Linked DNA regions of Mus musculus: regions 2 and 3 are each linked to region 1. The links are chromatin contacts, called in public Hi-C and promoter capture Hi-C maps. All regions are on one chromosome and are shown on one strand. The core of a region is the stretch at or near the end of the contact, and the rest is flanking DNA. Distances in the headings are between cores, read along the strand shown.

The links. Promoter capture Hi-C pulls out the DNA fragments that hold promoters and counts their contacts. Hi-C and Micro-C count contacts between places; a contact is called where the count stands out from the background.
Region 2: a Hi-C map of B cells shows a contact between it and region 1, with 5 read pairs. The contact joins the promoter of Mfsd13b here to the promoter of 4930583K01Rik in region 1. A contact is called at or near these places in 3 of 39 promoter capture datasets (hippocampal neurons, liver and pre-B cells) and 1 of 484 Hi-C or Micro-C datasets (B cells).
Region 3: a promoter capture Hi-C map of pre-B cells shows a contact between it and region 1. The contact joins the promoter of 1700003G18Rik here to the promoter of 4930583K01Rik in region 1. A contact is called at or near these places in 1 of 39 promoter capture datasets (pre-B cells) and 1 of 115 datasets of contacts at active chromatin or transcription factors (astrocytes).

What each region holds. Positions count from the first base shown.
Region 1 is chr7:118,242,496-118,245,417 of GRCm38.p6, reverse strand. 4930583K01Rik (RIKEN cDNA 4930583K01 gene) reads right to left here and starts at 1,511. Exons shown (of 2, transcript NR_027879.1): 1 at 1,453-1,511; 2 at 1-690. It overlaps Smg1 (SMG1 homolog, phosphatidylinositol 3-kinase-related kinase (C. elegans)), which reads left to right and starts at 1,781. Exons shown (of 63, transcript NM_001031814.1): 1 at 1,781-2,213. The coding sequence starts at 2,128.
Region 2 is chr7:120,981,083-120,984,004 of GRCm38.p6, reverse strand. It overlaps Mfsd13b (major facilitator superfamily domain containing 13B), which reads right to left and starts at 1,496. Exons shown (of 8, transcript NM_001374644.1): 1 at 1,275-1,496. Cdr2 (cerebellar degeneration-related 2) reads left to right here and starts at 1,693. Exons shown (of 5, transcript NM_007672.2): 1 at 1,693-2,028. The coding sequence starts at 1,953.
Region 3 is chr7:116,091,671-116,094,592 of GRCm38.p6, reverse strand. It overlaps 1700003G18Rik (RIKEN cDNA 1700003G18 gene), which reads left to right and starts at 1,444. Exons shown (of 4, transcript NR_029433.1): 1 at 1,444-1,531. 1110004F10Rik (RIKEN cDNA 1110004F10 gene) reads right to left here and starts at 1,213. Exons shown (of 5, transcript NM_019772.2): 1 at 1,068-1,213. The coding sequence starts at 1,130.

The sequences.
Region 1 (2,922 bases), core at 262-2,761:
TTTTTTACAGTAGGTTGGTGACCAGGCCTGGGTCTGGCCAATTCCTTGTGGGAATTTCTGTCTTGAGTCAAAGATCGTATTTTTCAGAAGACTTTCCCCCCACTTCTTCTGCAATGGTGGGCAATGTGGGTGGCAGAAAGAGAAAAAAAATCATTTGATTGTCTTTTGGAATAGCAGGATCCTCCTTCATTGACGGATTTGTGGGCATACTCAGGATCAGATGGTGGAAAAATGTAAGGGATATACTCATAGGGAGATATCGCCTGATAATTAAGTACTTTAGTGATAGTTTTATTTCTTGGGGGTTGGGTAGGCAGTGTCCCATGTAGGCCAGGTTTGCGGAAGGTGAGCCTGAACAACTTCCGGTTTCCATTTCTTGAATGCTAGGGTTACAGACACATCGTCATGCTGCATTTATGGGGTGCTGGGGATGGAACCCAGTGATTCGTGCTTGCTCCTGCTTTGAGCATTCTACTTTCTGAGCCATGTCCTTGGTAACAATTTTGAATTACTTAAGTGATGTATACATACTTCTCTTGTGAGGCAAAACGATGGATGGCCTAAAAACTTTATGTGGAAAAGGTTTAAATACTTGCTTGATGTGTATCTCGGCTATTTTTAAAGTTGAGCCTGCAGCTAGGGAGATAGCTCAGTCATTAAAGTGCTTGCCCCGCACACACGAGAAACCACCTGAAAAAAAGCCAGAAATGGTGTCACCGTTTGTAAAGCCAGCGTTGAGGAAACAGAAGATTCGTGGGGCTCTCTGGCCAGCTAGTGAGAGAGAGACCTTGCCTCAAAATACATGGTAGCTGGAGGCTTATGAGCAACACTTGAGGTTGTTCTCTGTACTTCACATGTAAACACGCACACAAAGGAGTATATTGCGTTCACATAATGTGCCCAGTGCTTTATCGAATTCTTTCAGGAGAGTGTGGGTAACAGGCCTCTTACTACTAGAAGGAACCAGATTACAGAGCACAGTTCATGGGGCAGGAAGCAGGCGTTGTTTTTCACTTTTGGAAAATATGTACCAGGACTGCATGACATTTCAGGTAGGGGTTGAAAAGGTGTCGCTTTCACTTCCCCTTCCTCGATTTTACTATTCTGACTTTTTCCCTTAAGACGGTGGCAGGCAGGTGGACGCACGTGAGCGCCAAGGGCACATCTGTGTGCGCGCATTAGCGCTCAAGGGCACGCTCCCCCTCCTGTCCTCCATTGGACGCCTGTTCACACCTGACTGCCGGTCCTCCGAGTGTATGGGAGGGCGTGTGTGGACCCGGGGTGGAGATCCCCTCTCCCATGATGCCCCGCGACGAGTCCACATTGCTCTCTACCACCCGCAGACAGAGCTGCTGCTCAGGAGGCCCAGGGAGGTCCGCTCGGGTCCCTGCTCTCCAGTAGTTCTCGCCTTCTCCTCAAAGCCCCACCCCTTTTAGCTACGCGAACGCGGACCTCGCCTTGAAGTCTAGGCTCTCAGAACTCCAGTGCCTCTCGAGCAGGTCCCGCCTTTTGACTTTCGCCCCTCCCCTCTCCAGGTTCAGCAGCCACAGACCACGCCCCAACTAGTCCCGCCCTTCTTCTCCAGGCTTGGGGCGCGCCGGCACCGCCCCTCCTAGGTGACCCTACCCCTGTCATAAGCCCCGCCTCTAGTCCATATTCTGTGACCAATAGCCCCGCCTTTCACCCCGAGCCCCGCCCCTCTCCAGGCTCCTAGGGCGCCGGCACCGCCCCTCGCTCCCAGCATGCCGTGCGGCAGCGGCGGCGCGGCGGGCGGAGCCGGGAGGCGGGGAAGCCGTGGCCGTGTGAGCGTGAGGAGCCGCCGCCACCGCCTCCTCGCTGTCCTCGTCCTCCTGGGCCCCAGCGTCGCGGGCCGCGCGCTGCCCTGGAAGAGACGTCGCCTCGCCTGCCTCCGCCTCCCCCTCGCCGCGCCGCTCCCGCCTCCTGCTCCTGCGTTGCGGGCTCCAGCGGAACCCGGAACGGCCGTCCGCCTCCCCCGCCCTCCGCCGCCCCCTCCGCGGCTTCCTCCTCAGCCCCGGGCCAGATCGCAGTGTCGGCGGCGGCCGGTTCAGGCGGCGACTCGCGCTTCTTCGGGCGGCGGCGCTTGGCCATGTCGTGTCGGGGAAGGTAATGAGCCGCAGAGCCCCGGGGTCTCGGCTGAGCAGCGGCGGCGGCGGCACCAAGTACCCGCGGAGCTGGAATGACTGGCAACCCAGGTGGGTGACCGCGTCGAGCCTCGCCTGGAGCTGGCCGAGGCCTAGGCCCGCGGGACTGGGAGGCGCGGCCTAGGCCCGCGGTCCCTGGAGCCGGGCGCGGCTTCCTGGGTGTCCTCCGGGCCTGGTCCGGCAGGAAAGCTGCGGGCAGCGGAGGCCTCTGTGCCCGGCTGGCCGCCTCAGCCGGATGGCTGGAGCAGTGGCTCTGAGCTTGGGTGGAGGAGGACGTTCCACTGCCGTCTAACTCCAAGTTGAGATTTGAGGTCCAGGAACCCTCCCTGTTACCTATTAACTTCCTCGGCTCCGCGTCCAGTCCTCATGCCAAAGACCACCTTAACTCTGCGTCCTTCTGGACTCCCACGTGTTAATTAATGTATTTTAAAAGCTGAGAACTCTACCGAGGTCTTCCTCTGACTTTAGACAGGATGTTAGTCGACCAAAAGATGAGATTATGGGACTGTGAATGAAATCGACACAATCAGGCACTGGGGCATTTTAAGTTTTCCCCAACTGCAGAAATAGTTTTTCTGGAAACAGTAATTTCCCAGGGCGCTTTGGAGTGAATTTGTATTCTCAGGAGTAGAGAAATTTCGTTTTGCATGAAGGAATTGGAGTCTGGTTGGATTTAAAATATTAAGAGAAAAATACGAAAGAAAAACTATTTCTAGTCAGTTCTTTCTGATTATGGACTGGTTATACTTAATGTAGGTTC
Region 2 (2,922 bases), core at 247-2,746, 2.7 Mb before region 1:
TTAACAGTCCCTTCACAATAAGTGTTAGAAACAACACAGCTTTCTTGGGCACAGTTTCTTTGATTCTCATAGCTCTTTGAGCAAAGAGGTCATTTCTCCCCTAAGTGGTGAGCTAACGCCTGCTTTGCTAGTACAAACTGTGGATAGACAATTAGATTTCTAACCCTAGGTTCTTGGTACCTTAAGGTCTATTAAGGAGTCTTTCTTAAGGAATGAAGAGGAAAATCTCGCCAGAACAACATTCCTGTAGGGACAGGGTTTGATGGTTGTGTGCCTTCTATCCCAGCACTCTGGAGGCAGAGCCAGCCTAATCTACATAGTGTGCTAGGCAAAGCTGGGGCTGCACAGTGAGACTCTGTACAAACAACAAACCAACCTCACAATGGGGAGGCTTTCTTGACCTTCACAAGACCATGTTCCCAGGAACAGGTGCATGTTACACTGATCTGAAAAGGAGCATCTTAGGACCCACAAGAATGATGGAGAGTGGCACGCCTAAGGCATCGTTAGCACTGAAAAAAGAAATTAGGGTGAAGTATTCCTTCCTCCAAATTACCCGAGATCTCAGAGAAATAAAAGTATCTCTGAGGATTTGTAGCTTCTTCCTAGCAATTTCTCCTGTTTTAAGCCATAGTAATCTGAGTACACTATTTTAAGGCCACAACTGGTGCTTTTTTTGGATAAGGCAAACTTTCAACTGCTTTCCACTTTAGTTCGGGTGACACTCCGGATCTGTGTGAAGGAGTTAACTTCAGGAGGTTTCTACCAAATCACTACTGCCAAACCTGAGTAATTACTCCCCTCCCCCCCTCAGTTGTCACAGTTCTTCTCCCGTCCTCTGTAGATGCTATCAGTTATAACATCCCCTCCCCCCCTCAGTTGTCACAGTTCTTCTCCCGTCCTCTGTAGATGCTATCAGTTATAACATCCCAAACATCTGCGCCGACCTTTCTGCCCTCTGAGAGTTTCCCTAAGTGAGGTACCCAAATATATTAAAAGTTTAACCCAAGAAACAGTAGTTACGGCTGTGTTAACAAGCTGACGCCGGCAAGCTGGCCACCAAGTGCAATGCCTGATCTTAGGTATTTATCCTGGGCTCTATGAACCTTTAAGAAATTCTATGCAAAACTGTGGCAACTTTTCTCAGGGGAGGCGGCTTCCACTGGCCAGCCCGGGACTCTGGAGTGTGAAGTGGGGTTGGTGACTGCCCTTTTAGGAGTTCATAGCCAGGCCCCTGGAAGGCCAGGGCTCCAAGATTGAGGAGCAGCTCTCACTCAGTAGCGTTCTCTCGGCTTTAACTTCCCGACGGACCATGAGTCTCCCTCCGAGCATCACCGAGGGCAGAGCCAAGGAGAGTTGGCCCGCATCCGAAACCCTCGGGTGGGAAGATGATGACCCGTGCCCAGAATTAGTAGTCCTCGGCACCCGGTGTTCGCCAAAGCCACCTCCACACTCCGGAACTGGAGTGCACTCAACTGAGGAGACGCGACGCAGACAAAAGAGGAGGGGCTGCCGACCGCACCCTCTTCGTCTTTCCCCGCCTCCTTTGTTCCTTCCTAAGCTATTATTGGCTGATGGTCCTCGGACCCGCGACCTTTTTTGATATTCTATTGGCTGAAGTCGCTGTCACTCTATAGGCGGCTCATTCGTGATTGGTCAAGGTGCCTCCCGGGTTTGAATCGTCTCCCCGGCTTTGGGAGGGTTCTGCCAAAGTGCCACGTTGGGCCGGGCAGCAGGCGTGAGGAGCCGGCTCCCGGCGCCACCCGGGGCGCGCTCGCTAGGGCGCCGGCCTTTGGGCGGCGCGGGATAGCGGCGAGAGCTGCTGCGGGACCTGCGTGTCCCGCCCCAGGGTGGCTCTGGCTGAGGGCGGCGGGGCCGGGGGAGAGCCCGGGGCAGCGGCCGAAACGGCAGGGCGGCGGCAGAGCCCGCTGCCCCCGGACGTCCCCGGCGACATGCTGGCAGATAACCTAGTGGAGGAGTTCGAGATGGAGGATGAGCCGTGGTACGACCACCGGGACCTCCAGCAAGGTGAGGGCGAGGTCGCCGGTCGGGAGGGGGGGGCGGGATTGTTGGGGTGGGAGTCCGGGGGTGGCAGGTGTGGAAAGTGCTAGAAAGTTCCTTAGGCTGGAGGTTTGGGATGCCGCGGCCCGGTGCTTCTTGCCCTCACCTGGCAACGGATCCGCCCATCCCGACCGCAGAGAGCAAGCGCGCGCGGCCCACGGCCCTGCGGGTGCGCCACACAGGCTGATGCTCGGTGCTTTAAGAAAGCGCTTGCCGGGTATGAGCGGATGGACCTCTGAGGTGGGCAGGAGTGGACCAGCTTGTCCTGCTCTAGAGGCGAGCTGCTGGCCTGGGTCCGGGTCGTGCTGCCCTGCCTGCCCCACATCGCCTTTCATGGTCCGCAGAGTCTGCAAAGCCGCTGCAGGTGGTGGGAGGGCAGTGCTGCTGTGCGGTACCCGCGCCATCTCTCTGTGAGAGTAAATTTTTTTTTTTTTGTCCCGTTTTCCAGAAAGCAGAGGCTAAAAGATTTAGGTGGATTCCCTAAAGCCGAGTATGAGGAGCCTGTAGACACTGTTCAGTTTCTTAGCATCCCAGTTTACAGCTTACTCAGTTGGGTATTAAACTGTTTTGTTTTGTGTTTTAATTTATTACTTAGCCATCGTTCATCGGGGGCTAAATGAAATTATTCGAGGGCAGCTCTTATCATGCGCTTATCTTTCTTTCGGGTTTTCAATTAAAAATAATCCTGCCTTGGTTTTCTTGCATCGGGGCATCTCCAGAGACAATCTCAAGAGTGCCCCCAGTCTGAAGCCAGTGGCCCATTTTCTTGTACATTCATAGCAGGATTTTGTGTTTGGGGACACTGATAGGCCGGCCCTCAACACCCTGGTAGGCTCCTTTAATTCTCCCAATAGCATAAGG
Region 3 (2,922 bases), core at 195-2,694, 2.2 Mb after region 1:
ATCTCACAGACAACCAGTCATCCCTCCACTCTTTTTTAATTGATTACTAATCTTCCTCACAAGGCTAAAATTTATTCTATTATTACAATTCTGGTCCACACCCCATCTTCCAACCAAAGGAGTGTGGTTCTTAGTATTCTCTCATTAACTACAAAATAATTCAGGGAACCTTTTATGGCTCACAAAGGACTTATGAAAGATGTCAAACTGCACTAAAAGTTACAATTCTGAAGCTGACAGTGTATGAATAAGCGAGACCAGCTTTCATCTGTCTCAAAGATGACTTCCTCATGTCCCCTTCCCACCAACTTCCCCATCAATGTTTCCAAGGGATTTCATTATAGAAGAACCTAATTTTACAAGTTACCTGCAGTTTCTAAACACTATGCTAGAGCTAAGACAAATATAAGCATCCTCTTTATTAATCTTCAATTCCAGTATCTGGCATTGTAGTCAGTACTGAACAGGTTAATAAGGGACAGTTTATTATTTAAACTGATGAGCTGAAGGCATGAGAGGGCAGGAAAAAGGTATCTGACATCAAAATGCGCTTCTGGGTCTCACTCCCTCTGACCTCGCCATTATTCCATCCCCAAACTGTCTACCACAATCTTCGGCTTAATATTGGTCTCTGTTTATTAAGAATGGTGTAGTTAGGGCAGCAATTACCAGTACACTGCAAAAAAGGATTCGGGCTGGAAAATTTGTCCAAATGTGACTGAACATTTCGCGATTGCCAGAGGAGCGTTTTAGACCAATGTCAGGACTATGACATATCTATCCTGAAATGACTAAGAAATGAGCTTCACCGGTTTCCCAAAACGCAAAGACATCTCGATTAAGCTCTTTTTCCTTTTCGACCCTTCTCAGGATTTCCTTCCTCAACCCCCGTTCCTACGCAGGTCTCTGTATCTCAGCTCAGGGCCTCTTCAATCCTTCAGATTCTAGTAGGAAAAGGAAGACATCCCTCGTTGCGCCCCCTTCCTTCGGGCGCTTCTTCCTCCATCCACCCTTCCCGGCCTACCCCAGCCTTCACTAGGCCTCAACCCTCATCCATTGTTATTTACATCGTCGTCGGGGGAGGCTGAACGTTTCACCCCGTGCGGGTGAGACTCCCGGGCAGCACTCATCGTAGCTGGGATCCTGACGGGGATATGCCAAACACACTCGCAGTTCTCCTCAAACGCGACACCAGCAGCCCTCACCCAGCCGCCGGACCAAGCAGCGCCACTCCAGAACGCAGAGCCCCCTCCGGCCCTTCACCGCTACAGTCGTCACTGCTGCGGCCGCTCGTCACCCTGGAGCACACCGGGAGTTGTAGTTTTTTTGGACTCACTCTTTACTGGCCTGACTAAGCCGTCTTCAGTGACTTAAACTACATTTCCCAGGAGGCCGAGCGAAGCATCTCGCGCGGCGTGGCGGGAGAGCCCTCGGAGGCTACGCTTTCTTCGGCGTGTAGAGGGAGCTTTCCCGTGGATGGGTATGGTGGTGATCGTTGGCGGAGAGCTTCGTTGCCACAGACAGACCTAGAGTGGGTTTTCGCCTTTTTGTGTGTGTGAGGTTCTGCCCTGTTAGTAAACACATTCATCATAGTTAAACACATAGACTTAAGTGTAATGTTTGAGGCTTTTTGAATACAAGTTCTCGGCCCAAGACAAAAACCTAAAACATGGCTTCTTCCCCCAGCCTAATGTGTGGTCTCTACTGCTCACACGGGATATTCTAACGTCTTCATTCTCTTCCTTTCCTTCCTTCCTTTCTTTTCTTACTGAATAGAGTTCAGTGTGAAGCTGAAGGCTTGTTAATTGGCTGTTTTGTTTTTCGTTTTTTTTCTAAACAGCTCCACCCCTCAGGAATTGTGGACCGTTTTCCACTGGGCTTAGTGTATTCTAGATAAGAGTGACCCAACTCTCTGATCCCTTTTTAAGGTAGATATTATTTGAAACTTCATCGACTGAAGTCTGTCTGCCAAAAAAAAATCCTGTATCTTTATTATTTTTCTTGGGGTGGGGGTGGGGGGTAAGTTTCCTATATAATAAACCCCTTTAAAGTTACAATACAGTAGCAGTCTCAACCTGTTTCAACTGTCTCCTCAGTCTAGTTGCAAGAGACCACCCCCACCCCGCCCCCTTAGGATGGATACATTCGCTGCCCTTCCCATTTGCAATCTTGTTTCTAGTTCCCTTTTCCTCATTTCCCTGCTCCCTTTCCAGCCCCAACTAAGCTTCCTGCAAGATCTTGTAGTCCAGTGTTCAGATACTGAAGATAAACTTCTGTATGTTATAGCTGAATTTGCATCCACAGGTGAACCTGACATACTGTCAGGATGACTTTCTTGCCCTTACTCATTCTGAAGACTTCCAGCCTTGATTTTTAAAAAGATTTTTTTTTCAAGTATAAACAAATAGTATGACAACAGTACATGGCTAGTCTTAAGTCCCCATACCGAGTGGTCTATGAGACACCTGTCAGTGTCTGTGCTCAGCAGTTACTCTAGTTGAACTACATTTCAGATGACGATGAACCACTGATAGAACTGTGCCCAAAGTGAAACCTGACTATGCCTGTGAACCTAGTGTCTGGGAGGTGGTGAAGGAAGATAAGAAATTCAAGATCATCCTCTTCTAAGTAATGTGTGGTTTGTCAGCCGAGTCTATAGTAAGACCTCCTCTCAAAATAAAAATAAAAAATAAAAATAAAATAAAAACAGTACCCCACCCCCCGCCCCTATCCCAAACATCAGGACTTAGAGCTATGCACACAGGGAAGACAGTTTCTTAATTTATGCAGTCATAGATCCAATTCCTTTATTTTTGAAGCAGAGACTAGCTTTTAAATAAATTATATAAAAATACGGTTAGAGCTATATTTAATAAGCCTAACCAAAACAAACTAATCTCTTATTTCTGTGTTAAACCACAA